Linked DNA regions of Danio rerio: region 1 is linked to region 2. Evidence: chromatin contacts called from public Micro-C data. All regions are on one chromosome and are shown on one strand. Each heading gives the region's core, a stretch centred on a gene start, on an enhancer-like site or on the middle of the called end of the contact. The rest is flanking DNA. Distances are from core to core; before and after follow the strand shown. Region 1 holds the start of rabggta (Rab geranylgeranyltransferase subunit alpha). Region 2 holds the start of fbxo30b (F-box protein 30b).

What was found. A called contact is a pair of places that touch in the nucleus more often than the background predicts.
Region 1: a contact with region 2 is called in a Micro-C map of caudal fin, with 2.6 times the contacts expected there. The contact joins the promoter of rabggta here to the promoter of fbxo30b in region 2. A contact is called at or near these places in 3 of 18 Hi-C or Micro-C datasets (caudal fin, hematopoietic stem cells and skeletal muscle).

Annotation. Positions count from the first base shown.
Region 1 is chr23:1,817,166-1,822,289 of GRCz12tu, forward strand. rabggta (Rab geranylgeranyltransferase subunit alpha) reads left to right here and starts at 1,541. Exons shown (of 17, transcript NM_001076663.2): 1 at 1,541-1,610.
Region 2 is chr23:1,677,726-1,682,493 of GRCz12tu, forward strand. It overlaps fbxo30b (F-box protein 30b), which reads right to left and starts at 3,426. Exons shown (of 3, transcript NM_200432.1): 1 at 3,315-3,426.

The sequences.
Region 1 (5,124 bases), core at 291-2,790, 140 kb after region 2:
TGCTTTCAGGAGCTTTGATGTGGAGCCTGAAGTATAAGCAGGAGCGCTATCCTGCTGGAGAATTGTCCCTCTCCTGTGGTTTGTAATGTAATGGGCAGCACAGATGTCTTGATACCTCAGCCTGTTGATGTTGCAGATCTTCCGCACACCCTTAAACTGAATGTCACCCCAAACCATGATTTCTCCATCACCAAACTTGACTGATTACTATGAGAATCTTGTCTCCACTTTTATACACACATTTGGTCTTCAGAGAGTGACTTTAACAGGGCTCAATGGGATTTCTGTCAGATCAGATTTCTTGATATATTTAATCATCAAATTCCTTCTTGGGTCTGAAAAACACTGGTTTAGCACTCATATGTAACAGGATAGTGCTTGTGAGAGCAGATGAAAGCTCTCTGATGACTCCTGGTTTACTGCCTCACAATGTCCGCATTCCCTCGGAGGACGCGATGATGCTGAGGCAAATAATCGTGTCGAATCTGGCCTCTTTTGGGACTTTATCTACAATATAAAACACATGGATGTGCGTGTTTGGCATCTGAATGAACAGTGTGTGAAAGTCTGTATACATTTACACAACTCTATCTGACGGAAAACCGATATATCAGCTTCATTTGTGGGAAACACTCCAGACAGTGAAGAGATGTCTGCCTTTTACACTACTGCCACCTAGAGGAGGCCTGAAATAAATCTCTATTTTATTTAATTTTATTCATATTTAACTAACCTGTGACTTTTATTTTATTTAAATATGTCTTAATATATATTTATTTATTTAGTTTTGTTCGGTAGACTTCTAAAAAAGTAGTTACATATATTTATTTTAAGTCTTATATCTTGCCCATAGGGGCAGTGATGTGATCGGATCTATGCGCAATTTATAAATAATATAGGAATAATAATTCTAATAATAGCGACAACAATAATGATAACTAAAAATAACAATTATAATAAATAAATTATTAAAAATATGCAGCTTTTATTGTAAATTAGTTTACATTTCTAAGTTAAAAAATATAATTTTGACAGCAAATTAACCTGATTAATAATAATAATATTATTATTATATTGCTTATTATTTTAGATATTTTAAAGATATAATAAATAAATGAATAGTCAGTATGAGACATCAGCATGAGACATAATTTAATATGTACAATATTTAATATAATATAGTATTATATATAATTTCATTATATTCCTATTTAACTAACCATTGAGTATATATATATATATATATATATATATATATATATATATATATATATATATATATATATATATATATATATATATATATATATATGTATGTATGTATGTAGACTATTTTATTATACATTTTAAACGAATTATTACTTCTTACATGTGTATAATTAATGTATAATAAATGTATAATAATAATAATAATAAATATTTTACACATATGTAATGTTGTTTTAGTAATGTGCATGATGTACCAGAGATGCAGCGTCTTTTCTTTTCTATAGAGGGCGCTGCTGGACGCACACATGACCATGACGTCTTTTTGAGGCGACGGAAAACTTGTTTGAATTACAGCTCGGCATTTACGACATATCCAGCTCAGTCTGCATTCAAAGACCGAGGTAAAACACAAACTCTTGATTATGTAAAGCTGTTGAATATGTGTTGTGTCTGTGTGCGAGTGAAGCCGCGTGTCAAGGCAGAAATCAGGCTATAAAGCTGCAGTGATGATGCAGAAGAGTGACAGATCCATCATTCAGATGCAGTCTGTGCTGCGCGCGCTGTATAGAGCTGAACTCGTGTGTTATATACAGATTAACTGCAGAAAGTGTGTGCTGGGGTTATATCCACATGAAATATGAGCTTTGTTCTGATACTGCTGGGTCAATAATACACATGCTGTCAAATGAAATACACTCAATTTTAATCACACAACCCATTCAGTGTCACGTGAATTCACATCACCGTCCAACTGGACCCGAAGAAAGATTTCCCCCTATATTTTCCCCAGCTAAAACCCAAATTGCATCTGATCAACGAATGAATGTGAACACATGCCATAACTCTGTCCTATATTCACATATTCAGACGTTGGATATTTAAAGGTCCTGTGAAATTAAAATGACGTTTTCTTATTAGATGTTATCGAAATGTTTGTTTTAGCGATACGTATTAGCTGGCGTGCTCCAAAACACTGACAAAATTCGCGTTTAGAAGATATAAACATTCAAAGCATGCAGGTTGTCACTTCCGCTTTTTAAAAAAAAACCATGATAATTAATGGTTATAGGACTTTTATCATGAAAACAACTTCCGGACCATCATCGCCCCCCTTTAGATTTCTTTTTTTTTTAATTTTTATTATTATTATTATTATTATTATTATTATTATTATTGAACAACAAATATACAATTTAAACATGACATCCAAAAAATACAAAAGTAACTAATAACATAATCTAAAAAATAAACTACATTAATTAAACAAATAAAAAGACAATTCAACATAGACATCTTTACAATGATAATATTTTAACTTAACCAATTGACAGTAAGAATACTAACCTTTAAAATTAATTAACTTCAGCTTCTTTGTCACAATAATTGTATTTATAAATTTTTTCGCTCTTAATATATTGGAGCGATTCTATATACAAACGAAAATCTGTAATAGCAACATTTAAACAAGGTTTGGAGTTATTTAACCTGCATTTATGAACATGAAATTTACAGAACAAAATTAAATGATTCAATAAAAATTCCACAGAAAAATAGTTTGAAACAAAATAAAAAATAACGTCTTTGGGGGGTCAAATTGCAACTAAAACCTGATTTTTTATTTATTTTTTTGACACAATGATAGATCTTCCCAAAATTTTTTTTTTAATATTCACAATCATAAAAAAGATGAATCAATGTCTCTGGGTGATGTAAACAGAATGAACAGTTTCCATCCGTCTGCGTTGTCACTATAAGTTTATTACAAATCTCTTCCTGAAGTTAAAAACACACGTCTTAAACTATGATGATCATTAATATACATCTTAATAGAAATGCTTTTTTTTTCACATATATCTCAAAGAGCAGTTTACAAATCCAAAATTATTCACACTCCCGGCGAAATCTGTCTTAAAGTGCACATGAAATCAAAACTAGCCATATTAATTTTGTCAGCTCGCATTGCTAGTTGTGTGGTGAACAGTTCATCTGTGCATGTCATTGTCTTGTAATCTTTAACTGAAATCAGCAAATGCACTTCCTGTTTGTTTTCAGTTAAATCCTCAGATTTGGTCTGTCTAAGGAATTGGGCGGGGCTAACATATTTAACCACGCCCCTTCAGCTGTCGATTTTGACAACAGTGATGGTGAGCAGGAGGAGTCTGTTAAGCCTAGTTCACACTACAGGATTTTAAACATCAGCAGATCGCTGTGCCGTTCACACTACATGACTTGACTTTGTGTCTTTTAATCTCTGTGGTGTTCACACTACGCAACACTCTGTGAATGATCCACAAGAGGGGGGTCACACACTAGAGGATCTGACAACAACTCATTCCCCATCAGCTCATTCAAGCTAGCAAACCACAGCCAATAAAATTTTGAGGGAGGAGTCGTCAGAAAAAGCTGAACACTATTGGCTGCTTGTGTGCTGATGACATCACTGACAGCGTTTCAAGCTTTGGAGAAAGCATTTAAAAACATCGTCAAATCAGCTGATTTATCAGCACATTAATCACTCATCTGCAGGTTCCAGTGGATAGATACACAGAGAGTTTTTAATTTTTGTAATTTTATAACTCTTTGAAATAAAACTAACATATCTATAACACCCTGCCGCTTTCTAACTATCAGTGTATTTCTTTCTGACATTGTTTTTTTTTTCAAAACAGTAAAGAACTGAGCATTTCTGCCTTAAAATACCATATTGGTCAAAATGACTGCATGCATGTCTGATACTTTTCGCTGTGACTTTAAATATGTGTGCATTTTCTTGCCTGGCAACTTCCTGCTAACATAAACAAAACTTTCTGATGGCAAAAACATCAATTTACTTCAGATATACTTCAGATATCTTTCAAAACAGCATATTCTGTGCTGTGAAATAGCTCCTGTTTGAAATTGTTTATTATCTTAACTACATATTTATAGGCTGTATTACCAAAAAAAGATGATATTTTTAGGGTAATGGTGTCATTAAATATGATGCCAGACATTCAAAGCTTAATTTTAATATCTCAATAACAACTTTGAATGTAAATATGTTGTGACAATATGGCGTTTTAAATGAGAACGGTCAGAATGAGCATTGAGCAATGTTAATATATCCTCCTCTCATGTCTGTGCTAGCACAGAATGAAGCGAGTGCACCGATGCCCATTCTGACCAATCACAGATGTTTCTGCTGAGAAAGCTCATGCTGATATGCTCTCTCATTGGCTGCAGCTCGTCACTACATCAGACCACACGTGGGGTTGAGTCGGCCGACTGCTCTGGAATATTTAGCATGCTGAATGTTGGATTTCTGTCAGCGAGGTGTCGGCGACGCGTCAGCGAGCCTCGTTGATGCGTTGTTCAGTAGTTCACACATAAAGAGCGGCGAGCGCCGAGCACCCGCAGATTTCTTCCCGATCACAGCCCGATCTGTCGGCGAGCTCGTTAACTTCCAAATCGGGCTTAAAATCCTCTAGTGTGAACTAGGCATTAGGTTGTTATAACTCTCCCCAAACACTTTTCCCAGCCCTTCAGAAAGAAACGCCTACTTTACTACGTCCAATCAGCTCACAATAGATAAAACAAGCCACACCCACTGTTTACTCATTTAATATTTCGTTTCTCTACGGCACAAAAAAGCTTTTACTAGAAACACAGGATTCTCCTAAAATATAATAAGATGATGTATAATTTTTCTTCTAGAAAAACTCTTATTTGTTTTATATGGGCTAGAATAAAAGCCTTTAAATGTCTCTTTAAGCTGTATAGAAGTGTCTTGAAGAATATCTAGTCTAATATTATTTACTGTCATCATGACAGATAAAATAAATCAGTTATTAGAGATGAGTTATTAAAACTATTATGTTTAGAAATGTGTGGAAGAAATCTGCTCTCCGTTAAACAGAAATTAGGGGAAAAAATAAA
Region 2 (4,768 bases), core at 2,176-4,675:
TTTCTTGAGGTGTATATATTTTTTTTATTTAGTTACTGATGACTGTTTTGCAGCTTTCAGCCTTGAATTTAATATTTTATGATAATCTTTTGTTTGTTTTGCAGCAGAAATATTATTTATTAAACTGACATGCATATATATGCTGTTTAGCAGTACAAAATAAATATTTCTTACTGCAATGCTTCATTTTTGTTTAATGCAAACTATACATTTATTTTTCATAAAGTAACAGACTTTTTATAGCAGATAACTTGCATTCAAGCACATTCAAAGCAGCATGATGATGAGAAATGTAATTCATTGTTACTATTATTGTCATTTTCATCATCATTAATATTCTAGAATTATTAGACATACACATTTTGGAATTATTGCACACAAATATCAATGTAATCTCAGCATTAGTTATAGTTGTTTCTGGTTTTTGTTAGTCCTAATTGATGTTGTTTTAAAATACAATAAGTCCCTTAAAATACAATTTAAAGCGGTGCTCATTCATTTTTGGTGGGTGCTCCTAAATTTTTTCTGGTGCTCCTAAATTTTTGAAGTTGGGAGCACCGGTGCTACCAAGTAAAAAAGTTAATTTCGAGCCCTGTGTTGCGAGTAACAGGTAATACAGTTGTAAATAATAATCAGTTTGTGGCACAGAGTGATCGTTTGGGAGCCGCGTGTGAAGTATGAACAGCACTAGCAGTCAAAATGAAACTGAAAGTGTGCACGTCATTTAAATGATATCGCATTTTAGAGTTAGGCTATGATTATGACAAGCATTTGATATGTTTTTTCTTTCATAGCGAACAGTGTTGTGCATGAAAATAATTGTTTACAGTGTCAGTATAACTACTCTAGCCTGTATATTGTTGAATATAATCTGATAATGACAAATGATTTTACCAGTGAAAAAGATTGTCTTATAATGTTGTCAATGACAGATCGCAAGCATATATCTCAAACATATTAATTCAACATCAGAATTATTATTAGTAGAATAAAATTATTTATAAAAGCCAGTAGAGCTACACATAATATTATTGTTGTTTTACCATATGTTTGAGAAAAAAATAATAATTCAATATCTACAGAATCGTGAGAGAATCGTGATCTTTATTTTAAGCAAAAAAAAAAAAAAAAATCGCGATTCTCATTTTAGCCAGAATCGTGCAGCTCTAACTGACAGTAAATACAAAGTTGTTTATATTTGCACGTTCTGACATTCACCTTCTTAATATAATTTCAGAAAAGTATTAATTTTAAATTATAAATATTAGCAGCAAATGACTACCAAAGTAGAACATTGTTGACAGTCAATTAAAGTGTGTTTATGTTTTTTTGAAGTAATTCTTAAATTCGACTTCAGACCGAATATTCAAAGTAGCATGGTAAACAATAAAGGAACTGTGTCACAAGTTGTGCTCATAACAGTACTCCATTATAATTAATATTTATTAAACTTTTTATGTTCTGCTTTACTATTTTTTTTGAACACCAAAGTTTGAATTTGTGAATATAAAACCAACTTTACCTCAATAACTAGTTATACTTAACAAATAAGCAAATATTAAATAAAATTACTTTAAATATTCTATCCGAATTAGCATGCAAGGATGACTTGTAAACAACATTAACACTATCAAACTGACTGTGAACAATGTTGTACTTTGATAGTCATTTGCTGCTAATATGGTTTCCTTATTTAGCATTAGCAAAGAATAATTGAATTATACTTTAATTATATAAAGGCTGTGAACAATGTTGTACTTTGATGGTCATTTGCTGCTAATATGATTTCCCTATTTAGAATTTGCAAATAATACTTTTCTGAAATTATATTATTAATGAGAATGTCTGAAAAATCACAATATAAAACCAACTTCACCTCAATTGATTTTGCCCACCATACGATCTGAGAAGGGAGTAGGATAGGGATGGTTTAGAGATTGTCATTACAATTTTAATTCAATTGTTTTTTATTGCAATAGTTATAATAATAATAATAATTATTATTATTATTATTATTATTATACTACATTAGGTAATATGATTCAAAGTAATGTTTTCCGTTTATTTTTAAATATTAGGAAATAAATTAGAAAATTACCCATGGCAACTTTAATATAAAATAGTTTGGTGTATGTATATATATATATATATATATATATATATATATATATATATATATATATATATATATATATACATATAAATATATATATATATATATATATATATATATATATATATATATATATATATATATATATATATATATATATATATAAATATATAAATATATAGATATTTAGTTTTTGGATTGAGGTAAAGTTGGTTTTATATTCACACATTCGTTCATTGAGAAGTTTATTTATTTAATAGAAGTTTATTTAATTGTTTACCATGTTACTTTGAATATTCGATTGGAATTAGCATGCATGTAGGACTTCAAAACAACATTAACACGATCTAATTCACTGTTAACAGTGTTGTACTTTGATGGTCATTGGCTGCTAATATGATTTACCTATTTAGAATTTGCTACTTTAATGAAATTATATTATTAAGGAAAATGTCTGAATATCCAAATATAAAGCCAATTATACCTCTATGGTTTTTGGCCCTTCGTGCAAAAAAAGTTTAGGCACCCCTGGTCTATTTGCAGCAAATAAGTTAATGAACTAAGTAATAAGTAACGAAAGTTAAACAAACTTACTGACTGGTCTTGGTTTATAAGGGTTAGTCGGGTTTATTTTAACCTCAGCTTGTTTTTGTCATTGACTGTTATTATGATATTCCTATTGACAATTTGCAAAGAAAACTTCTCTGAAATTATATTAAAGTGAAAGTCTGAATGTGCAAATATAAAACCAAATTTACGCCAATCTTAATGCTGACTTGATCTTATCCAGCAAAGTTCTAGTTAGCATAAACAAAACTGGCCCAGTTAACTCGTGTTGCTGATGTCCTCCAAGTATTTTAGCAATTACACGACATCGAATCATATATTAAAAAAGAGACGACTTTTAAGATTTCAAGACACTTATAGTTAAAGTTTCTCAAAACGCGCTGCTTTTAATGTTTACAAAGCGATAAGTTGGTAAGTTAGACAAACTGAAAACTTTACAACACTTCAAACTTCAGGACACTTTAAACGGTACAGAATGAAGTTATGAAGCCTCCTCGGGTCTGCGGTAGTATTGTTTGCATCTTTATTTTGTTGACGTTTAACTTTGTTCTACTTTATTGCTTTGTGTTGAGGTTAGCCTGTTAGCTAGCTCAACTTTCTGCCTGGAGTCAACATAAACAAACTCCTCACTCACCCACAGACTGTGTCAACTGACTCCCCGCGTTACCCGCTCGCCTTTTTCTTCACTTGTCCGGTTTTATGGTCAAACGGGACACTTTAAAACACTGCTGTAGTGTAATATACACAATCATCACCGTTTGCCCTGTCCAAAAATACTCAATCCGGCCGGGACGCGCCTCGATGACGTCATTACGCAAAATAAAAAATACAACCGTCATGACGCTGATTTCCATTTTTGCTCGGATATTATTTATAGGCTACTATTCAGGGGAACGTTGGAAAACATTTATTGTTAAAAAGTGTCTTTTTTATCTAACAGTGTCTTTCTTTAATCAAAATGCAAAAAGAAAACAAGAGCCCTGTTTCAGGAAGATTCTGTTACTGTGCCTTATGTAATGTCATATTGGAATGTTTTTGTGAGTGATATTTCCTGGAAAAAAGTTTGGTTATTACACCACAATTTTTTTTTTTATAAGAAACAAAGTTACCTTTAAACTAATTCATAGATGCTATCCAGACACTGTAATCTTAAAAGGCTTAAGAATGATATTAATAACTGTTATTTTTGCTTAGTGAATCCTAAACGTTATTATTATTATTGTTGTTGTTGTTGTTGATGTTGTTGTTGTTGTTGTTGTTATTTTTATTACCACTGCTTGAAATGAAAATGTACGTTGAGTCCATTGAGGGATTAACAAACTTAAAAGCAATACAAACAAGGACCTTAATGAAGGATTTAGCACCTATCTTGGACTAAATGACTGAAAACCCCTGGATTGTTGTTGTTTTATTGATGGCATTTGTTGTTAATGTTTTTCAAGCATTCAATAAAAAATAAATAAAAATAAATATTTGCATTGGCTACTGAAAACTGTACCCTACCTCTTTTTGCACGATAGTTATGTCAAAAAGTTATGATATGACGATTCTATATGCATCAAAGAAAAGGTCTGGCACTTTAAGGCGTGGGTGCTGTTTTATAGAATAGCCAGGTTAATAGAGGCTTTTGAATTGTTTCACTTACTTTTTGAGTGCACTGGACTTATGATTTCGCTGTTTATCTTTATTAATCCCTTACCCAAAGAGCACCGACACATTACCTACCCCTGCCCTGAAGCACCTTTGGTTTGATTTTGGACTCTCATTTCAATTTGCATTTTGAAAACATAATTTGTGGGAGTTTTTGTCATTAATCTATTTATTTTGTTGATTAAGTTTTAATATTTATAAATGTGTGCACTTTGTAACAAAAATACAAATTTTCTGTATTTTTAGGGAGTTGAAAAGTTACTTTTTCTAAGAACAGGAAACTGAGGCTACAATTCACACAGGCTCAACAAAACTGGACAACAGAAGATTGGAGAAACGTTGCTGCTCTGATGAGTCTCCATTTCTGCTGACACATTCAGATGGTCAGGTCAGAATTTGGCATCACCAACATGAAAGCATGGAGCCATCCTGCCTTGT